Linked DNA regions of Mus musculus: all the other regions are linked to region 3. Evidence: chromatin contacts called from public promoter capture Hi-C data. All regions are on one chromosome and are shown on one strand. The core of a region is the stretch at or near the end of the contact, and the rest is flanking DNA. Distances in the headings are between cores, read along the strand shown.

Region 1 (2,700 bases), core at 44-2,543, 860 kb before region 3:
TAATGAACTGTTATAGGGAACTGTGAGTGAAATAAACCCTTCCTTCCACTAGTTGCTTTTGGCCACAGTGTTTCATCACAGCAATAGTAACCCTAAGTAAGACACTGCTCTCTTGGGAGGTGGAGGCAGGAATAGTTCAAAACCAGCGTGCGGTACAAAGTAAATTCTAGGCTAGCCTGTACTGAGAGACACTGCCTTACCTAACCTGGCAAAAACAAAACAAAACAAACAAACAAACAAACAAACAAAAAACCCAGAGCTTTCCAAAACAGAGAGGGATGGGGGTGGGGGAGATCTCCCAGAAGGTCCCACAGTTCTACCAAAGACCGTCATGTAAGATGAACTGCAATGGCTGCAGAAAAAGCCCTGTTCTCAGCTTGTGTCGCTGTCCCTACAAAAGAAAGGCGTCTTTCCCTCTCTCACACTATCCTGTTTCTACCCCAACAGAGACCGTGGTGTCCCGGGGAGATCGCCAGGGTTCAACAAAAGATAATTGTACAATTCTTGGCCATGCCTGCGAGCTGTGGCAAGCGGTTACCAGATAGCAGCTTGGACAGCTGGTCCATGGGCTCCCGGCCACGAGAGGCATCTCATTCCGCACAGCTGGGGTGCGGGAGGAACCCGTGCAGGATGGGACGGGATGACACACCGATCAAGTGAATGGAACTTGGCCAAACAGACCAAAGCCTTTCAGAGTCTGAGGAGACAGGCAGGTTTCCAGGAGAAAGGCTTAAGGGCTGGGTGGGTTCGGTGGAGGCGAAGAGGGAGAAGCCGGCAGCTTTCAATTTCCGAGTTCTGAGGACTATGCTCCCAGCGCCCGGAGCTTAGCCTGCGCTCCCCGGAAGGAAACGTGCCGCCCCGACCGCCCATTCATTCACACTCCTACGCTCGCCTGTGCACGCGGGAGCCGCAGAGGCCACGCCACCAGGAGGCCGGCTGGAAGTGAACGCCCGCGTCTGTGCACAGGAGCGCATTTCGGCCTCAGCAACTATCTCTCCACGGCGGCATCCCTGCTCACCGCTGTCTGTATCTCAACACCCGCATCCCGACGCCCCACATCCCGATGCCCGCACTCCGACCAAACCCCAGCCACCTTACCGAGTGTGGCAGCTTGGCAGGCCCGGGCCCAAAGTTAACCACTTGCTTGGTGGCTTCCATGGTGCTAAGGCGACAGCAGGGGAAGTGGCAGGAGCAGAGACCACGCGAACAGCCCGCGTCTCCGGATGCAAAGGCAGAGCGGGCTTCAGCCTGCTGAGTCGGCGCTCCATTGGTTCGCTGTCTCAGGCCGCTCACTGATTGGCTCTCGCTCAGAAGCTCCCCTCCCTATTGGCCACGCTCACTATCGGAGTCTACGATCAATCAACTCCTCCTGGAGTTTAGAATTTCAATCGGCTTTAGCGGTCAACGCAAGAGAGCAGGGGATTGCACCAGCCACCCGCGTGGCGAGGTGCCTTCTGCCTTCGCGCACCTCTGGGCGCAGAGTCCCCTGCCCTGGCCTCTGAACAACTTCGAGGTGGCGCGCAAACCCATTGCTCCTGGCCCACCTCCAGCTGAGCTGGGCTATGCTGCATTTGTCCCAGAGCCAGTCCCCACTGTTCACCGGACTTTCCTAAGACCCTCACAGACACTCCGACGTAGAGACAGGACACTCAAAGAAGGAGGTGCAGCGTGTAGAAATGGTTGAAGAGTGCGGTCATAGGATTGTGACCTGGTGCACCTGATAATCCCAGCAGGGTAAATCAGGAGGATAGCTACGTGGAGGCCAGCCACACTACGTGGAGGGTCCCTGTCTCAAAAATCACATACGAAGCCTTTGTATTTGCACTTGCGCTCTAGCTCACTGCCCCACGGGTGGCTACGAACTTTGGGGGCAGCCCCACCCCACCCCTACCGCCACCCCCACCCTCATCGCGGACAGCCTCTTTCAAGTCGCTGAGTCTCTGTTCTCTCATTATCTCTTTCATGAACTGAGGAGCAGGAACCTGAATGTTGGCTCTTGTGCAGGAGGTCCTCAAGTTGTGAGGAGGTATTAACGGGAGCACAATATAGTCAGGGCCGGAGGAATGTGGCCCTGAGCCGAGCTGGGCACAGTGCCACATCTGTTCAAACTTTTCCACACAAGTTCCCTTTTCAAAGGAGTTGTGCTGGAGGCTCGCTTGAGATTCTGGAACAAGAAGGCCCCTTCTATGCTAGGGTAGTTCTTTTGAAGTCCAGAACATTTTAAAAGCATTTTTCCCTCTACTTTGCAGTTTCACCCAGATTCCTTTACTATGAAAACATTTTCCCAAGTTCTTTTGTACAATGGATGGCAGGAATAGGCACCGTGCCTACTGAGCGTTAATGCTGATCTCCGCATCTGTGGCCTCAGTTTGACAGGCGTGCAATTCAGCCTTTGAGCATTTGGGCTCTTGTTTGTTTCCCATAACCTGTAGAAGGGGTGTGGCTGTGAACAGAAACACTGCTTTGAGTCTGGGAGTAGTAGAGCAAAATTGTTAGAAAAGGCCGAATAAAGCCAGGTCCACGGCCTTCTTCAGCACCTTAGTTTAAAAACTTACATAGCTGGAGATAGGCGGTGTCTTACTGGGGAGGTAGAAGTAGAGGTAAGCCTTAAGTTCAAGGCCAGCCTGATCTACAGAGCAAATTCCAGGACAGCCAGGACTATACAAAGGAACTTGGTAAACTTTATTCACCTGATTTAAC
Region 2 (2,842 bases), core at 16-2,515, 630 kb before region 3:
TGGCACAGGCAGAGCTGAGAGTTCTACATCTTCATCCAAAGGCTGCTAGTAGAAGACTCTCTTCAGTGCCTTCTGTCTGGATTCTGAAGGCTCTGAAACTTGCCTGCAGTCTGTGCTGTCTTCAGTATTTGGAAGATGATTAAAAAAAAAATTCTTGCCGGGCAGTGGTGGCGTATGCCTGTAATCCCAGCACTCGGAAGGCAGAGGCAGGTGGATTTCTGAGTTCGAGGCCAGCCTGGTCTACAAAGTGAGTTCCAGGACAGCCAGAGCTATACAGAGAAACCCTGTCTCAAAAAACCAAAAAAAAAAAAAAAAAAAAAAAAAAAGAACTGTTTAACACTTTGATTTCATATTGAATACTGAGATCAGCAGGAGAAATATTGCAAGTTAAGACTAAAGAACTTTATGCAGGTAGTAGAACATATTGCTTGTTTTTTTGTTTCTTTCGGAAGTTTTATTATATGTCTATTTTGTGTGTATTAAAACATTTAGCATAAGTTCTGTGTTTAAATGAATATACTCTCTATCTCCCAGTACTAGGGATTTGAATCTAGGGACTTGTGCATGCTAGGTAGGCACTCCGTCTGTCACCCCCAGACTTCACATAGGTGTTTGAGTTCAAATCCCAGCAACCACATGGTGGCTCACAACCACCCGCCCTCTTCTGGTGTGTCTGAAGACAGCTACAGTGTACTTACTGAGTGAGTCAGGCCAACTGGAGCGAGTAGAGTCCTAAATTCAATTCCCAACAACTAGATGAAGGCTCACAACCATCTGTACAGCTACAGTGTGTACTCATATATATTAAAAAAAAATAAATCTTTAAAGAAAATTAAAGTGTTCATGGATGAAGTATTTACCACTGATTTGCCTGGGCATAAGAGACACACATGATATCTTTTTTTATAACCACAGGATTCACATGGTAGTTGTCCCTGTTGACATCTAAATTTGGTAAGAAGTCAGCCTGAATACGTTCTCTTTCTGATTGCCTTTTCAGATTTGTTTATATAACATGGGGGCCTAACAGCATCTACAGGTTTAAATTCTATTTTTTCCTAATTATTTGCCCTTAAATATGCTTAAATAAAAATGTATATAATTCATATGTACATTTATTCTGCAGTTCAAGGATTTCCCCCAATGTATGATTTCTTTTTACATTGCCATAGTAACTTTTTTTTTTAAATACACACCAATCATTCATAACTGGTTTTCTGTGGCTTCTCTACCAGAACTGTCAACTTCTCTTTGAGTGCTTCTAACTGTTCCTTCCTGTGAGCATTGCTCAGACTGTCTGTGTCACTGACTTGGCAGGGCTTGGTATATAAAGAACAAGTGTCAGTAATTTGGGGTTGAATGAATGAAGTGTCTGTTGTATATTATCTCCAAATTCATTTTTAGTTTTTGCAGATTTTTCTTTCTCATTCCCTTTTGTAACTCTCTGGCAGTTTCTGTTTTACCATCTCCTTTTAGTCTCTTATTGTAGCAGAGTACATTGTCTTAAATTTTCCTGATATAAGTCAACGCTGAGCCCGTTGATTTGTCTTCAGTTTCTACAGTAAATCTTTCAGAAGGTTCTTTCCTTTATTGTGCTCTGTGCTTTGCCTTCATTTTCATTTAAGAATGTTAGAGGTTTTGTCCAGCTTATTCATCAAGATCAGGGCACAGGGTGTGTGTGTGGGATGTGTTTGGGGTGGGGATGTGTGTGTGTGTGTATGTGTGTGTGTGTATGTGTGAGTGTGTGTATGTGTGTGTGTGTGGGATGTGTTTGGGGTGGGGATGTGTGTGTGTGTGTATGTGTGTGTGTGTACTGAGTTCGTGTCTTTTCCCTGTCACTGGTAGGAAGGAGATCATGGTATGTATTTTATTTTTAGTGCTTATCTCGGTAGAGTGGAGTGAAGGCTGGCAGCAGATCTCTCCAGGTCTTTGACGTTTGCTTCTCTTTGTTGTTAACTCTTCCCTTAATTCCATCTGTTTCCCTGACTTTGGGTGAGCCAAGATATGATGAGAAATGGTTTCAGACAGCCTTGCTGTTGGGAAGATCTTTGTTCTGTGACAGTGAGTGGTTGTCTGCATATCTAAACCACTTGGCCGAAGCAGAGTTGGCTTTAGTTCCTGAGTTAGGTGAAGCCAGAGGGAAGACTGGCCTGGTTTGACTTTGTAGTTTCTCTTAAGAATCCCTCCCCTAGTCAGGATAGGTAGCAGTTAAAGTTCCATGTAGTGTCCCTTCTTTCTCCAAGGTGCCGATCCAAGGGGTTTGAGAGTTTCTTTCTTCACAAGCTTCCTTTAGTATTGTTAAGTCCTAAGGTAGTGTTGACTTAAGTGAGGAATTTTTTACCTTTTTTCCTTTGATTTGTTTTGAGGAATAGAGAAAAAAAATTTCCTAGAATGAAAAAAAGGAAGAAAGAAGGGGAGGAATAAAGGAAGGAAGGAAAGAAGGAAGGAGAGAGGGAGGAAGGAAGGGAGAAAGACAGGGTCACACTACATAGCTTTAGCTATCCCAGAACTCTAGATGTAGATCTCAAACTCACAAAGATCTGCTTGCCTCTGCCTCAGAGTGCTGTGGTTAAAGGTGTGCACTATTATGCCTTGCCAAACTTTTAATTAATGTAATATTTGTGCATATTTTTATAGGGTTCAGTGTGGCAGTTTGATATATGTGTACAACATGTAAGGAGGAAGTCTGAGACTTGCATCTAAGAGCACTATGCCGTCCATCTTTCCAGGAAGACTGCCCTGAGTCTTGCTGACTAATGAACACATGTGATGTCTTTCCCAGAGAGCTATAATTACAGAATCTTAGTTGAGAATGTGTTGTAAAGTCCAAGCTTGTACCCCA
Region 3 (2,700 bases), core at 124-2,623:
CAACTGAGAAGCAGCGCAGACTAAGCAACTTGCAAGTACCTGATCTCAAAGAGGCTGTGCTAGCTCTTACAGATCAATTGCCCACGTTATCGTGGAAGAAGGTACCTAGCTACATTGAGGGCTTGTTTGTTTAATAAAACTAAATTACTTGTTTTCATTATTTCAAAAATGAGAAGGCTCAAGATAAACGAGAACTTTTAGAAAGTTTTAAGTAAGTACATTATCAGAGAATGCACACACTATTTACACAAATAATTAACCCTAACTTTGGCCTGGAACGTTCATTTCAAAAAAGGCCTCTACTTGCTAATAGCTACTTAAAATAAACAAGAGTCTAATGCAATACAGATGGAAACACTAAAAATAAGACACTGTATTAGGTAAATCATTGCAGTGAAGGGGTAGATGCAGCCCTTCCCATCTAAGCAACAGAGAGGAGTGCTCATCACGTCTTCGTCAGGTCCGAGAAACGGAAAGCCCAAATTACATTTTGACCGTCTGTTTTCCTGCATTTTCTTTTCGTTCTTTAAAAAAACAAAAAACTCAGGTCTTACAAACACCCACATTCCCACCTGGTCAGGCTGCGACCTGAAAACCTAAGTAACTCTGAGATACTCTGAAAGGGGCTTTCCTTTCCTTTTATTCCCCCTGTCATTTGCCTGTCCCAGCTAAGCAACACCCAAGTCCAAGTTCAGTGGCCGGACCGGAACTCGCCTAGAAAGCACGGTGAAGTGGGGCAGGGAAGGGACGAAGGGTGTCTTCGCGGACGGCGCCTGGTCTTCACGTGCAAGTCGGCGTGCGACTCCCCGTGGGCTCGCCGGAGCCTTCCTGACAGCCCGGGGCCAAACTGCCAGGGATGCCTCCCTTGCCCAGCGGAGGCCAAGGGTCACCAGCACCCGGCCCCACCGGGACGCGAGGCTTCAGCCAGCGCCTCCCCCAACCTCACGGCTCGCGCCGCCCGCCCGCCCGCCCGGGAACCGCCGCCCCGCTTTACATAACTTGAAGGGCGAGGCGGGCAGCTGCAGGTGGCGGCGCCGGGCTGGCCAAGGACCGAAGCCACGAGAAACCGCGCCGCCGTCTCCCGCGACCCTGGAGCGGCGACCCCGTTACCTTTCCAAATGCCCAGGGAGAGCTGGGACTCGTCCAGGTTCACCACATAGTCTCCCAGGAACCGGTTCAACACTTCCACGACCACCGACTCGAATACCATTTTTTTTCCTCTCTGCCGCGGAGGGCACCGCGGCACTACCCGGGCTGCTCCTCCCTCGAGACGGCTCGGCTTACCGGCTCCCGGCCCGCTCCAGCTACGGTGCGGGTGCTGCCGGGTCCCCTCAACCCGACCGCGAGCCCCACAGAAGGAAGGTAGCCGCTCGCACCACGCGTGCGCAGCTCGGGCTGCGCGTGGGGGCGTGACCGACGCGGAACTGGAGGCGCGGCCGGGAGCGAGAGTGAAGGACGGCGGCTGCGCAGCCGCGGGCCCGCCCTTGCCCGCGAGCGGACCGCCGGGCCTCTCCCGCCGGCCGCGCCTCCTATCCGTCGCTTAGCAACAGAACACCAGTCGAGCGCTGGAGACCCCGCCCCGGAATGATTCTCCTTTTTACCCGCAGCGAACTTTCTCTAGGAGGCGGGGCGTGATGATAACCGACAGGAACGCCGCTTCCGAAAGAGAAAACTAAGATCGCGGGATCCAAAGAGTGGAGAGTGTACAGCTTGGTGCGAGGTTGCGGGAAGTTTCCTGAGGCAGTTTCCCAGGACGCTTTTCCCCCATTATTACCAGTTGTGAGGTTCGGCCAGCCTTGGTGCTTGGGTACTTCCTGACGTTCTCCCTTCTCCTGGCAAGGATGCGAACTGGCCCTTCAGTTGCCTTCCCTTACTTCCTCAGCTACTAATCTGTGCTGAGGAGGGGCGAGGGAGAGTAAAGTTGGGAGATAAATTCCAAGTTCTTAATGTGCAACTGCTCTTGGCACCTTTTTCCGGTCAAATCATTTATGTGAAAGCCGCCAGTCATGTTAAAGAGTAGCACGTTTGAGTCAGTCCGGAGACAGCAGAGAGCCTGCCAAGAACCAAGAAAGACACCTCTGAGCCTTAGTGGCCAAGCTAAAATAAGTAGTGTCTCCGCTCCACGCTTGGACTTAGAGAAAATTGGTCCCAAAGTCCTGAGGTCACAAGACAGAGGTGCAACTTACAGAACCGACATTAATCCTCTGAGGATTTCAGAGGCAGCAGTACACTTTCAACTTTCTCTTCGCAAGGCACATCCTGATTTGGCACTGAGTGTATTTTGTGCATAGTCATCAAGTATCTCAAATTTATTTCAGAAAAAAAAAAGAGCAAAAATAGTGTAAACTTTTTTAAGCTTTTAAAGAATATATTAGCATATATTTTACAAAATAATGGGTTTCATTATAACATCTTGATAAATGTGTATATTTTGGTCGTTTATTACCCATGACTCTTTCTTGTCCTATTGACTGATTCCTTCTTCCCAAATAGGACCCCTTCTGTTTTCATGGATTTTTCTATCAAGATTCTAAACCTTCATCCATGTTGGTTTTTTTTAATGAGTTTTTATTTAGCACAATTTTAAATTTCATTTGTGTGTGTGTATAAGTGTTTTCTACATCCGTACCTGGTACCCTCAGGAATAGCTCTCTGGTTATTGGCGTTACAGGAGGTTGTGAGCCTCCATGTGGGTGGGTG

What was found. Promoter capture Hi-C pulls out the DNA fragments that hold promoters and counts their contacts. Capture Hi-C pulls out chosen DNA fragments and counts their contacts.
Region 1: a contact with region 3 is called in a promoter capture Hi-C map of adipose tissue, with 2.7 times the contacts expected there. A contact is called at or near these places in 2 of 484 Hi-C or Micro-C datasets (CD4 T cells and Th1 cells), 1 of 130 datasets of targeted methods (extraembryonic endoderm stem cells) and 2 of 9 other capture datasets (adipose tissue and liver).
Region 2: a promoter capture Hi-C map of the HPC-7 cell line shows a contact between it and region 3, with 3 times the contacts expected there. A contact is called at or near these places in 6 of 39 promoter capture datasets (the C10 cell line, the HPC-7 cell line, hematopoietic stem and progenitor cells and 2 more), 1 of 484 Hi-C or Micro-C datasets (LSK cells) and 1 of 130 datasets of targeted methods (large pre-B cells).

The regions. Positions count from the first base shown.
Region 1 is chr19:15,923,766-15,926,465 of GRCm38.p6, forward strand. Psat1 (phosphoserine aminotransferase 1) reads right to left here and starts at 1,294. Exons shown (of 9, transcript NM_177420.2): 1 at 1,099-1,294. The coding sequence starts at 1,158.
Region 2 is chr19:16,153,401-16,156,242 of GRCm38.p6, forward strand. The region is part of intron 1 of Gnaq (guanine nucleotide binding protein, alpha q polypeptide); the gene reads left to right. Among named protein-coding and RNA genes, the nearest start is that of Gnaq, 22 kb to the left of the region's middle.
Region 3 is chr19:16,779,560-16,782,259 of GRCm38.p6, forward strand. It overlaps Vps13a (vacuolar protein sorting 13A), which reads right to left and starts at 1,374. Exons shown (of 72, transcript NM_173028.4): 1 at 1,111-1,374. The coding sequence starts at 1,210.